Linked DNA regions of Ovis aries: regions 1 and 2 are each linked to region 3. A link is a contact called in public Hi-C data. All regions are on one chromosome and are shown on one strand. Each heading gives the region's core, a stretch centred on a gene start, on an enhancer-like site or on the middle of the called end of the contact. The rest is flanking DNA. Distances are from core to core; before and after follow the strand shown. Region 1 holds the start of CDK2AP1 (cyclin dependent kinase 2 associated protein 1). Region 2 holds the start of SBNO1 (strawberry notch homolog 1). Region 3 holds the start of DDX55 (DEAD-box helicase 55).

Region 1 (3,804 bases), core at 1,007-3,506, 230 kb before region 3:
GGCTTGGCAACTCGCGAGCAGGAGGCAGGGCTGGAGGGCGTGAGGGATGATGACAAGGAAGCCGGAGGAGCGGCAGTGGAGAGTCCATCTTGGATGCAAATGGCTCAGGGAGATGCGGGCTTTCTAAAGGGGTCCACGCTCAGGGCAGGGGGCAGGTGGCCCCTCACCCGAACACCAGAGATCTGGAGACCTCAGCGCTCCTCCTGGAGTTCACCACAGGAGAAGGAAGACAATCTGGGCACAGGTGCTAGCCAGCCCAGAGCAGGGCTTCAGGGTGCCTAAGCGGGTGGCTTGCTCCCTCTGGGACCCCAGTCCCCAAAGGGCCAGGTTCAGGGTCCCTGCCTCAACTGCACCAGGGGAACCTGAGACTTCCTGCCCACCTGGGCCGGCGGCAAGACCCTCCACCCATCCCACCCCAGAGTCAGATGAGGGAGGCAGTGAGAAACATTGGCCACAAAGCCTGCCTCTTAAGGTGTGCAGACCCGAGAGATGAGAACATTTCAGCTGAAAATAGGGGCCGTTTGCTCTTGGGGCTCAGACAGAGCCCACACTTGACCAACTAAACTATCTACCCCCACAGCCATCCACACCCTGAATCTTAACCCTTTCCAATCCCCAAATCTCTGTCCAAGAAGTTAAACACACACACACATATATACACCTACGTATAGGTATATACGTACATGGACATACACTTAGTGCTTTTCTGGGGCGCCCTTCAGATTTTGGAGTTATCGAGTTAACATTAGAAGACAAGGCCCAAAACTTTCGGCCAACTGCCAGCGTGGCACTTCTGACCAGGGAGGCCCATTTCCTTCCTGCCAAGCCCCTGCCTCCACCCCTACCCCCATGCACCTCGCTTTTTTGGAAGTTTCCCACCAAGAGTCTAAAGGAGAACCTCGGTGAGAGGGGGCAGTCAGTCACCTACGAACCCCACAAAATTTTACCACCAGCCACACACATCCCGCGTGCCCCCTTGCCACACACACACCCCGCCCCCGCCCCGGTCTCTGAGGCAAGACCCCCAGACTCAGCCTAAAGCTTCCGGACAACTTATGCAGGAGTTTTCTGGGACCGCCCAGCTTCAGCCCCAGCACACGGAGAGCACTGCTCCTGGAGGAGGCCCCTCTAAACCTAGACTTGGGGGCTCCAAGCCGGGACCCCGGCTCAATGCCTCCCCCGCCCTCCGCCTGCAGGCAACTCCGAAGCCCCCGGTCTTCTTCAACTTCTCTCACTTCGCGCACGCCTGAGGGGACCTCCCGTGCGCCCCGTTTTGGGCACCTGCTCCCCCACGCCAGGCCGGGCGGGCGTCCACAGACCACCTCCCCTGCACCGCCGGTGACCCCAGCGGCCCCGCGCCCTCGGGAGCGGCTGCAACCTGGCGCTCTCGCCGCCCCGCAGCGCCGCCTGCGCGTGGCCCGGCCTTGCTCACGTGCACCCCTGCCTCCCGGACCCCCCGCCCGGGCCTGCCCCTCAGGTCCCCAAGGGCGGACCCGCGCCCCGCTCCCGGCGCCCCGCTCCCGGCGCCCCGCTCCCGGCGCGACCGGGCCGCTCCCGATTCCCGCCGGCAGGGGCCCTCGCCGAGCCGCCCAAAAGCCGGAGGAAAAAGGAGCCGAGAAAGCCTCCCCCGCCCTCGCTCGCCGCGCTCCCCACAAGCCGGGGCCGCCGGCGTGGGGGGGACCGCGGCGGCCGCCCGCGACCCGGGCCCCAGCCCCGGCCCGACCCGAGGCCCGGCGCGGCGCGGGTCGCACCCGCGAACTTTGGCAGCGCGCGCGCCGGAATCATGGCGGCGGCGGCCGCGCTGCCCCGGGCCGGGACCCGGTGCCCGCCGACCCCGGCCGCCGCGGGCTCCCGGGAGCCGGGGCCGGGGCCGGGCGCGCGAGCCCCCAACTTGGCTGCACTTGGGGCGCGGCGCGCGCAGCCCGCGAGGCGCACTCACTCACCGGCGTTGAGGGAGGCGGCAGGCATGTGCGCGGTCAAGTTCGGTTTGTAAGACATCCCCCCGAGCGGCGGGGCGCGCCGGGGCGCAGCGGGGCCCGGCCCGCGAGGGCGGCGGCGGCGGCGAGACCCGGCGGCGGCGAGGCGGTCCTGGCGTCCGTGCGCCCGTCCGTGCGCCCGCCGAGCTCCCGCGCACTTTTTGTTGTTGACGGCTCGGGCCGCACCGGCAAATATGGCCGTCCCTCACCCTGACACCCGCTGCAGTATATCACCCATACATCGGGCGGGCGCGCGGGCGCAGGGGCGGCCGCAAACTTTGAGCGGAGCCAGCGGGGCCGGCCGGGGCCGGGAGGGGGCGGCCCGGCGCGCCGCGGCCGGGCGTCAGGGGGCGGTGCCGCCCGCGGCCGCGCCCCGCGCCTCCGGGCGCACTCGGCGCCCGCAACTTGGCAAAGTTTGGGGGGCTGGGGTCCCGGCAGTGCCCGAGGCCCACCTGGGTCCCCTTCTTCTGCTGCGCTGGCGATGCCTGGAGATTTGTTGCTGTACCGATTCATTTTTTCTTTTTTTTTTTTTTTCTCTAAAGCTAGGTAGGATTGCGGAATTACTTTTTCGCCCCCCCCCCTCCTTGACTGTGGGGGCAGGGATGGAAAATTACCTGGAGAAAATGGTGGCGAGTGGTATTTTTAAGCACGTAGATCATTCCAGACGCCGAGGTCTGCCTTCTCCCCAGAATAAGATCAACCAATTCTTGACATTGATTTCAAATAAATTTCACGTCCCTGTCGGTATTAAGTGGTTGTTAACCCCTTGGCGGCCTAGACTCCTTTGACACTGGACAAAAGCCAAAGGCCTCCTCCCGCGAAAAACACACCGTCTCATCCACCTAATTTTGCATCTTAACTCGTTCAAATATTTAAAAAGCGCCTGCTGTGTGGCGAGCACTGTTCTAGGCGCTAAGACAAGAATAAACTTGACCAAGTTTCTTCTCTCCTGGAGATTACATTGCAATTTTTGACCCTCTTCCTACCCCACCACAGCCCACTTCTCAAATCTGACTGAATTGCAATCATGAAATTTATTTTACATCAGATGATGAAGCTTTTGAAGGTATTATTTCTTGGAGTTCTCCTTAAATAGTAAATCTTCTCAAAAGACACAAGATGCCCGCCCTTTTCTGCCATTTTTAATCGCCCTGCTTTGCAAATATCTTTTATTAGCTACAGACTTTCAGATACATCTGGATCTAGTGAGAATTCTTATTGCCCCAGAGGTAAAGGATACACCCATTCCCTCCCTCCTTCCTTTAGAAGTGAAGGTACAAGCGACACCCCTCTTCCCAGGATCGCTTGTGATCAGCTTTAGGCTGGTTCCGTCAAGGATGTTCAGCGAAGTGTTAGTTCGGGGGTAAATTAATATCATCCTTTTCCTACCCTGCTCTCAGGGGACCAATACTCTAGAGTAGCACTGTCCAATAGAAAAGTATTGCAAGCCACATATATATTTTAACAATTTAAATAATCACATTTCAAAAAGTAAAAACTGATGAAATTAATCTTTTTTATTTAACATGATTTAAATATATAACGTATTAAGTCAATATATAATAAATATAAAGCAATTATTAAGATACTTTACATTCTTTTTCTGATACTATATTCAAAACCCACCGGGTATTTTACCCTTACAGCTCATCCTGATTGGGACTGGTCACATTTCAACAGTTTGGTAGCCACAATAGCCAATGGTTTACTTATTGGACCAGTACAGGGCTAGAAGCTATAAGCAGAGGGCTCATAGGCTGACAGACCTGGGGCAAAAATCCAGGTCTCAGAGGTCTGCTTCAGTCCTTTCTACAAACGTTGTGGGCTA
Region 2 (3,624 bases), core at 304-2,803, 160 kb before region 3:
TTTGTGCAGTGATGAAGGCTTTCCCCACTGCTTACAAAAATCAGTTGTGACTGCAGTAAATAACTGGGAAAATATGGGATCCCTTCGCACTGTTAGCTGGTTTAAGTGACTGCAACTGTTAGGAGGAACAGCGATAGAGAGCAACTAAGGACTTGACAGCTTTCTGGGCCCTCCTTGGCCGACACTTTAGAACCCCATTCCGTCTGTAATTCTGGTTACACTGAGAATATGAAATATTTAACTCAACATAAACTGCTAATAATCAACTTCAAAGGTCAAAGGGGACCCAGCTTTTAACCTTCTCTCATCAACACGTGTTCAGTACAAACTTCCGGGTGCAGTTACAATTGGCTGCGCAATTCAATGGATAAAAACGTTGCTTTCTTTGACTCTCATTTTCTCTCCCGTTCTTTTCCCACGTTTCTCAACCAACTACTCCCCAAAACAAAAGCCTCCCACAGTTAACCGAGCACGCACATAAAAAAGAGCTTCTCTGCGCGAGGATCAAGTTAGTGGTCCGCAAACATTAACCAAACAGAAGCACAAAGCCGAGGTGGAAAGGGGAGGAGCTGGATGCCAGGGTCAGGAAAGAAACAATCACAAGGGTTCAGGAACATCCAAATCTCCTCAGCGGTTAAACCGACTTCAAACCACTTCTGGGAAACCACCAGCATACACTGGTTTGGGGAACTTTAGATGCTCGTTACGCCAAACACTCTCAAAGTAAGCAAATCCCCAACCGACTTGCCCCTCCACAGAAATGCCTGCTTAGCGTCTAGGAGGCGGGCGGGCGAGCGAGCTCGGGGCAAAATTAACCTCATCACTGGGTGAAGCGTGAAGGTGGCCCCACGTGTCCCACGTACCGTCCCCACCACCCCGACGGCGAGGTGACCAGCAAATTGTAGGTGCGGTGTCCTGACGCTCCCCGCACTCTCGCCCTGAACCGGAGCAATCCTTGGGTACGAGGACTTTTGAAGGATTGCGGAGCTCACTTTCCTGCGGGTCCCAGGACCTCACAGACCCCTGGTCTAGCTGAGGAACCAAAGAGGGCGACCCAAGCAGAGCCGGAGCCGGCGTCCGCAGACGCTGACTCCTCGCTTAAACGAGGTGTCTCCAACCCCGGACAGCGGGGCCCTCGGGGCCCGAGAGCTCCACGCGCGGCGACCGCAGGGCCCGGCGCTGACGGGCGGAGGAAACGAGCGCGGCGGGGCCGCCGCCAGGACCGTGCCCCCGAAGACCCCGGGGCGCGCAGCGGAGGGGGCGGCGAGGGAGGCCCCAAGCCAGGGTGAGGTGGCGGGCCCCCCCCTCAGCCCGGCCCTGCACGGCCCCCTGAAGAGGGTGGGAGTGGGAGGCTGTCCGGGAGAAGGAGTGTGGAGGCAGAAAAGGGATAAGAGGTGGACTTACTTTCCCCGCCGGATCCGACACCGGAACAGATTCTCTCAGGTGACTAGAGCTTGAAGAACCAGAGGCGACGGGAGCGGAGGCGGCGGTGGCGGCGGCAGCAGCGGCGTCCGGCTCTGCCTACCTCCCCGCCGCCATCTTGACGCCCCTCCCCCCAAGCCCCCCCGCCCCACGGGGAGGGGGTGGGGCGACGGATGAGGCGCCGCGCGCACGCAGCGCGCGCCGCGCGACCCACGTGACTTCCTCCCTCCCCCCCCCCCACAACACCCCACTCCCTAGCACCTCTCCGCCCCGCCTCCCTCCTAGGTGAAGGAAGATGATTTCCACCCCCCCATGACTGCCCCCTGCCTTCGCCGCCAAGCACGAACTCCGTCGCTCCCGCCGACCGGGTACCAGTGGTTGGATCCAAGGGAATTCCGGAACCCAAACGGTCCATTACCGCGGCTCCCGGGTGGGCGAGGGGTGAGGGGGCCGGGCTTCCGAGAAGGGGGAGGGGGGGAAGGCGAAGGCCGCCTAGGAGAGTCACGTGTCTACTGCTTCCGCCGGCGCTCGAAAGACCTCGCGAGAGTTCCGTTCCTCCGCCCTTTCTCCCCCGCGGGCTGTCGGGAAGAAGGTCGGTGCTTTGACTTGCCACGAGGAGGTCAGCTGGTGGGCCGGGCGCATGCGTGCCACACCTACTTTCAAAGTCCGGCTAGGAGGGGCCTGAAGCTGTTTTCAAAACGTTTTTGGTGTGTGGCTTTGGCCCAGGAAGTTATCTAGTAGTGTCTCTGTCACTTTGAAACGCTTGTTACCTTAGTGAGTTCTAGAAGAAAATATTCGCCTACTTATTGTTTCTTAGGCTTGCTCAGAGCACTTTATTTAATGTGAAACCGCAAGTAACTGGAGCCCCTCGGCTGTTTCATTACCATAATCAGATCCTAAGGAGTGAGAGCGCGGTTAGCCCCTCTTTCTCTTTTTCTCGCGCACACCCACTAACCTGAACAAACTGTTGCTCTCAATTAATGATTGCTGCAGGTCTGTTGCTACCCCCCTCTTTTATTTTTGTATTCTCCGTTATGATTTTTGTTACTGGTACTACTACTAAATGACCTGACCCAGAATAAACAAATTAACTTGGTAACCCTTTTGTAAAGTCATCCTGAGAATGCTGTTTGAACCCGTTGCTTAGGTAATGGGCACGCTGGGTGATTCTTGCCCCCTACCGGTGGCGCGTCGAACTCGCCTTGTGCTCAAAGCAAATTTAGTGGTTTGGTTAACTTGGAGGTAAAAGTGTGAGCTCTTCTAGAGACAGTATGGGGCTAGGGGAGAGAGGGAAAAAAATTACGGCAAGAATAATTGAGTCTTCCAACGTAGTGTCTATATACATAAATATGTATTGTTCAGTTCATTCGCTCAGTCGTCGTGTCCGACTCTTTGCAACCCCGTGGCACAGGCCAGGCTTCCTGTCCATCACCAACTCCCTGAGCTTGCTCAAACTCATGTCCATACAATCAGTGATGCCATCCAACCATCTCGTCCTCTGTCGTCCCCTTCTCCTCCTTCCTTCAATCTTTCCCAGCATCAGGGTCTTTTCTAATGAGTCAGTTCGTCACATCAGGTGTATTGCAGCTTGAGCGTCAGTCCTTCAATGAATATTCAGGACTGATTTCCTTTAGGATGGACTAGTTTGATCCCCTTGCAGTCCAAGGGACGCTCAAGAGTCTTCTCAAACACCACAGTTCAAAAGCATCAATTCCTGTGTATTATATATGTGTGCTGCTGCTGCTGCTGCTAAGTCGCTTCAGTCGTGTCCGACTCTGTGCGACCCCATAAACGGCAGTCCACCAGGCTCCCCCGTCCCTGGGATTCTCCAGGCAAGAGTACTGGAGTGGGTTGCCATATGTGTACATATAAATAAATATTTTAAAGTATGTTAGTGGCTCAGTCGTGTCAGACTCTTTGTGATCCCCATGGACTGTAGCCTGCGAGGCTCCTCTGTTCATGAAATTCTCCAGGCAGGAATACTGGAGTGGGAGACCTTCCCCACCCAGGGATTGAACCCAGGTCTCCTGCATTGCAGGCAGATTCTTTACTGTCTGAGCCACCAGGGAAGTCCAGGCATTTAAAATTGAAAGTTAATTACTTTGCTGTTCACTTCTGTTATTTCATTTACTGCATACACACACCTATAAAGATAAAAATAATTAAAATAGTTCTATAAGAACAATGCCTTAGAGGAACTTC
Region 3 (3,957 bases), core at 987-3,486:
GTGTCCAACTCTTAGCGACCCCATGGACTGCAGCCTACCAGGCTCCTCCGTCCATGGGATTTTCCAGGCAAGAGTACTGGAGTGGGGTGCCATTGCCTTCTCCAGCAATTTACAGTATTACTCCCATTTACTCATACTTTGGCCACGTCATGTGAACAGTTGATTCATTGGAAAAGAACTTGATGCTGGGAGGGATTGGGGGCAGGAGGAGAAGGGGACGACAGAGGATGAGATGGCTGGATGGCATCACCGAGTTGATGGACATGAGTTTGTGAAGACTCCAGGAGTTGGTGATGGACAGGGAGGCCTGGCGTGCTGCAATTCACAGGGTCCCAAGGAGTCGGACACGACTGAGTGAACTGAACTGAAAATATCTGGGTGACTGCCTGGTGCTACCAGTTGTAGTCACTGAAATAAAATAGAGGAAAATCCCCTTTATCCAACTTTTAGTGGGGGAGATGAGCCTAGTCATATAAATTATATGGCATATTAATAATGTGTTATGGGGGAAAGTGAAAAAGGGCAAATAGTTTTAGTGATTATGAAGGGAAGGCATCACTGGTGACATTTCAAAAGTCCTTATGGATGTAGGGAGCAAGACAAGCTGAAGATACGGGCCCAAGGCATAATAGTCTTAACCGAAACACAGTTGTGTCTGACTCTGCGACCCCATGGACTGTAACCCACCCAGGCTCCTCCATCCATGGAGTATTCTAGGTAAGAATACCAGAGTGGGTTGACATTTCCTCTTCCAGAGGAGCTTCCTGATCCAGGGATGGAACCCAGGTCTCCCCCATGTGGGCAGACTCTTTACTGTCTGACCCACCAGTGAAGCCCAAAGGCGAGTTCTTAACCACCAGACCACCAGGGAAGTCCCTGACTGGAGTGGGTTGCCCTGCCCTCCTCCAGGGGATCTTCTGTATCCATGATAGAACTCGGGTCTCCTGCCCTGCAGGCAGATAACTTCACCGTCTGAGCCACTAGGGAAGCCCAGCCACTGGCAAGGCCCAACATTCAGAAAACTAAGATCATGGCATCTGGTCCCATCACTTCATGGGAAATAGATGGGGAAACAGTGGAAACAGTGTCAGACTTTCTTTTTGGGGGCTCCAAAATCACTGCAGATAGTGACTGCAGCCATGAAATTAAAAGATGCTTACTCCTTGGAAGGAAAGTTATGACCAGCCTAGACAGCATATTGAAAAGCAAAGACATTACTTTGCCAACAAAGGTCCATCTAGTCAAGGCTACGGTTTTTCTAGTGGTCATGTATGGATGTGAGAGTTGGACTGTGAAGAAAGCTGAGCGCCAAAGAATTGATGCTTTTGAACTGTGGTGTTGGAGAAGACTCTTGAGAGTCCCTTGGACTGCAAGGAGATCCAACCAGTCCATTCTAAAGGAGATCAGTCCTGGGTGTTCTTTGGAAGGACTGATGCTGAAGCTGAAACTCCAGTACTTTGGCCACCTCATGTGAAGAGCTGACTCATTGGAAAAGACTCTGATGCTGGGGAGGGACGGGGGCAGGAGGAGAAGGGGACGACAGAGGGTGAGATGGCTGGATAGCATCACCGACTCGATGGATGTTAGTTTGAGTGAACCCCGAGAGTTGGTGATGGACAGGGAGGCCTGGCGTGCTGCGATTCATGGGGTCGCAAAGAGTCGGACACGACAGACTGAACTGAACTGAACTGAACAGCTTCCTGAATCAGTTGTACACGTGCATGAAACAATCCAGTAGTGAACACAGGAATAAGATACAGTGTTCTTATTTAGGTCTCTGACCTAACTTCATGGAAGTAAATCAATATTTATTTTCTCCCAGGCAGTGGATCCGCACCATCAGTCTATTTGCCTATCTAGGGCTCCGGAATTGGGGTACATTTCTGTCCACTCCCTCCGGACCTACTGTCCTTTGGCCAGGATGCGGTGTTGTGCTGCCATCTGTCTCCGACTGGCGGGGACCTCCGACCGGCGGGGAGAGTGTGAGAGCCGGGGCAAAATCCCTCCCGCCCAAATGCCTGCTCGGTGTGGAAAGGCGCCCGGAGCCTAGGCGGTTGCACTGGACGAATGGCACTACTCCAGCCGGGTTCCCGCCGCCCGCTTTTATTCGCCAGAAGTCGGCTTTCCACTCTCCTGCTCCAAAGGTGCCTTTCCCGCCTTCCGGATCTTTGCGAAGGGAGTGCGGTTTCCGGGCGGCCGGCTTGGCGACCGGAAGCGGAAGTGCTCCCGGGAGGCGTCCGGGTAGTAGCTCGGTGGCTGAGCGCACCATGGAGCACGTGACGGAGGGTTCCTGGGAGTCGCTACCGGTGCCGCTGCATCCGCAGGTGCTGAGTGTCTTGCGGGAGCTCGGTTTTCCGTACATGACGCCGGTGCAGGTACTCGGCATAGGCCCTGGGGGAGGAGGGCCCTCGGTGCCAAGAGGGCAGGTTGGGAAAGGGAAATTCAGAGCTGGGACTTTTTTGTCATGTCGTCTTTCTGCTTCACCGACTTGGGTGATGCCTGGCTGGTTAATGATCGCCAGGCAGAGGCGGCAGGCGGCGGCGCTCCTGTACTAGGGTTTTCATAACAGCTCTCCTCCATCCGCTCTTAGGTGCTGGGACTTAAGTGCCTGGCTCGTATCCTACTCTTAAATTCGTATCTTGCTTTTAAGTACCTGGTTCGTATCCTGGCCCTGCCCTCTGTAGATCTGTGAGACCTTGAGCAAATGACTTAACCTCTCTGAGCTTCATTTCCTTTCCGTGTGAAATGACGAAAATAGTATTACCTAAGAATTGTTGTGAGGATTACCTAAGACAATGTTACGGACCCTCAGTAAATGTAACCTGTTGTCTTGTTATGTGGGCTAAGTGAAGTGTCTTGGTCCAGCTCACTCATTTATTCAAGCAGTTTCTCCAGGACAAATATCAGGTACTCTTTTAGACTTGGGATTTTGCAGTGTTGGTCCTGACTCACGGCCCTTGCTTTTTAATGCAGAAGAGAGAGAAGGGAGTAAAGAAATAAGGTAATTTCAGCTGGTGATCAGTGTTGTGGAGGAGACAGTGACAAGAAAGTACAGGGCAGAAGGTAAGATAAGAGAAGGCCTCTTGGAGGAGGTGTCTTTAAGCTGAAACCTGAATGAGAAGGAGGCCAAGGGATGACTGGAGGCAGGATATTCCAGCAAAGAGAAATGCCAGTACAAGTGGAATGAGCTTGGAGGAACAGAAAGGCCTTTGTGGCTGGGGCATCATGAGTAGCGTAAGAGATGAGCAAATTGAGGGCTGACCACGCAGGGTCTTACTTGTGGGATCTTGTATTTTATTCTGGATGTAGTGAGAAGCCGTCTTACATGGGAGGCTGCAGAAGAGAAGGGCCGTGACTGCTGTGTAGACAGTGGACTTTAGGGGAGTAAGAGAAGAAGCGAGGCCATCCACTAGGAGGCCGTTGTCAAGTTAGAGGTGATGGTGGCTTGGAATAGAGAGGAGGTTGTGGATATTGAGGAGTCGCTTTTGAGATAGCTTTCGGGTTGCTGAGGGACCAGATGTGGGGGTCAGGAAAGAGGAATCTAGAGGGACCCTGAGGTTTTTGTCTTTAGTGACTGGGTGATTGGTGGTGTTATTTACTAAGGTGAGGAAAGCTGGCAGGGGTAACAGCCTTCAAAGGGAAAATCTAGAGTCCTGTTTTGGAATGTTGAGATGTGTGTAGGCTCCTCAGGAAAGGTGTGGAGGAGGCAGGCAGTGCTGTGTGTCATGCCGTGGGACTGCTGGGCAGAGAGGACCCAATATTTGCCATTAGAGTCCATGGTCTCAGTGCTGTCCACTGTGGTAGCCACTCACATATGACTATTAAGAACACTTGAAACACGGTGAGTCCAAATTGAGATGTACTCTAAATATAAAAATCTATGATGGATTTTGAGGACTTAGCATGAAAGACAAATGAAAAATATCTCATTCATTTAAAAAATATTGCTTACACATC

Evidence for each region. A called contact is a pair of places that touch in the nucleus more often than the background predicts.
Region 1: a Hi-C map of liver shows a contact between it and region 3, with 3 times the contacts expected there. The contact joins the promoter of CDK2AP1 here to the promoter of DDX55 in region 3. A contact is called at or near these places in 6 of 16 Hi-C or Micro-C datasets (blood, hypothalamus, liver and 3 more).
Region 2: a Hi-C map of muscle shows a contact between it and region 3, with 4 times the contacts expected there. The contact joins the promoter of SBNO1 here to the promoter of DDX55 in region 3. A contact is called at or near these places in 4 of 16 Hi-C or Micro-C datasets (blood, muscle, skin fibroblasts and 1 more).

The regions. Positions count from the first base shown.
Region 1 is chr17:52,346,438-52,350,241 of ARS-UI_Ramb_v3.0, reverse strand. CDK2AP1 (cyclin dependent kinase 2 associated protein 1) reads right to left here and starts at 2,256. Exons shown (of 4, transcript XM_027956427.3): 1 at 1,944-2,256. The coding sequence starts at 1,998.
Region 2 is chr17:52,277,980-52,281,603 of ARS-UI_Ramb_v3.0, reverse strand. SBNO1 (strawberry notch homolog 1) reads right to left here and starts at 1,553. Exons shown (of 31, transcript XM_060401102.1): 1 at 1,405-1,553.
Region 3 is chr17:52,117,705-52,121,661 of ARS-UI_Ramb_v3.0, reverse strand. DDX55 (DEAD-box helicase 55) reads left to right here and starts at 2,236. Exons shown (of 12, transcript XM_042234557.2): 1 at 2,236-2,375. The coding sequence starts at 2,268.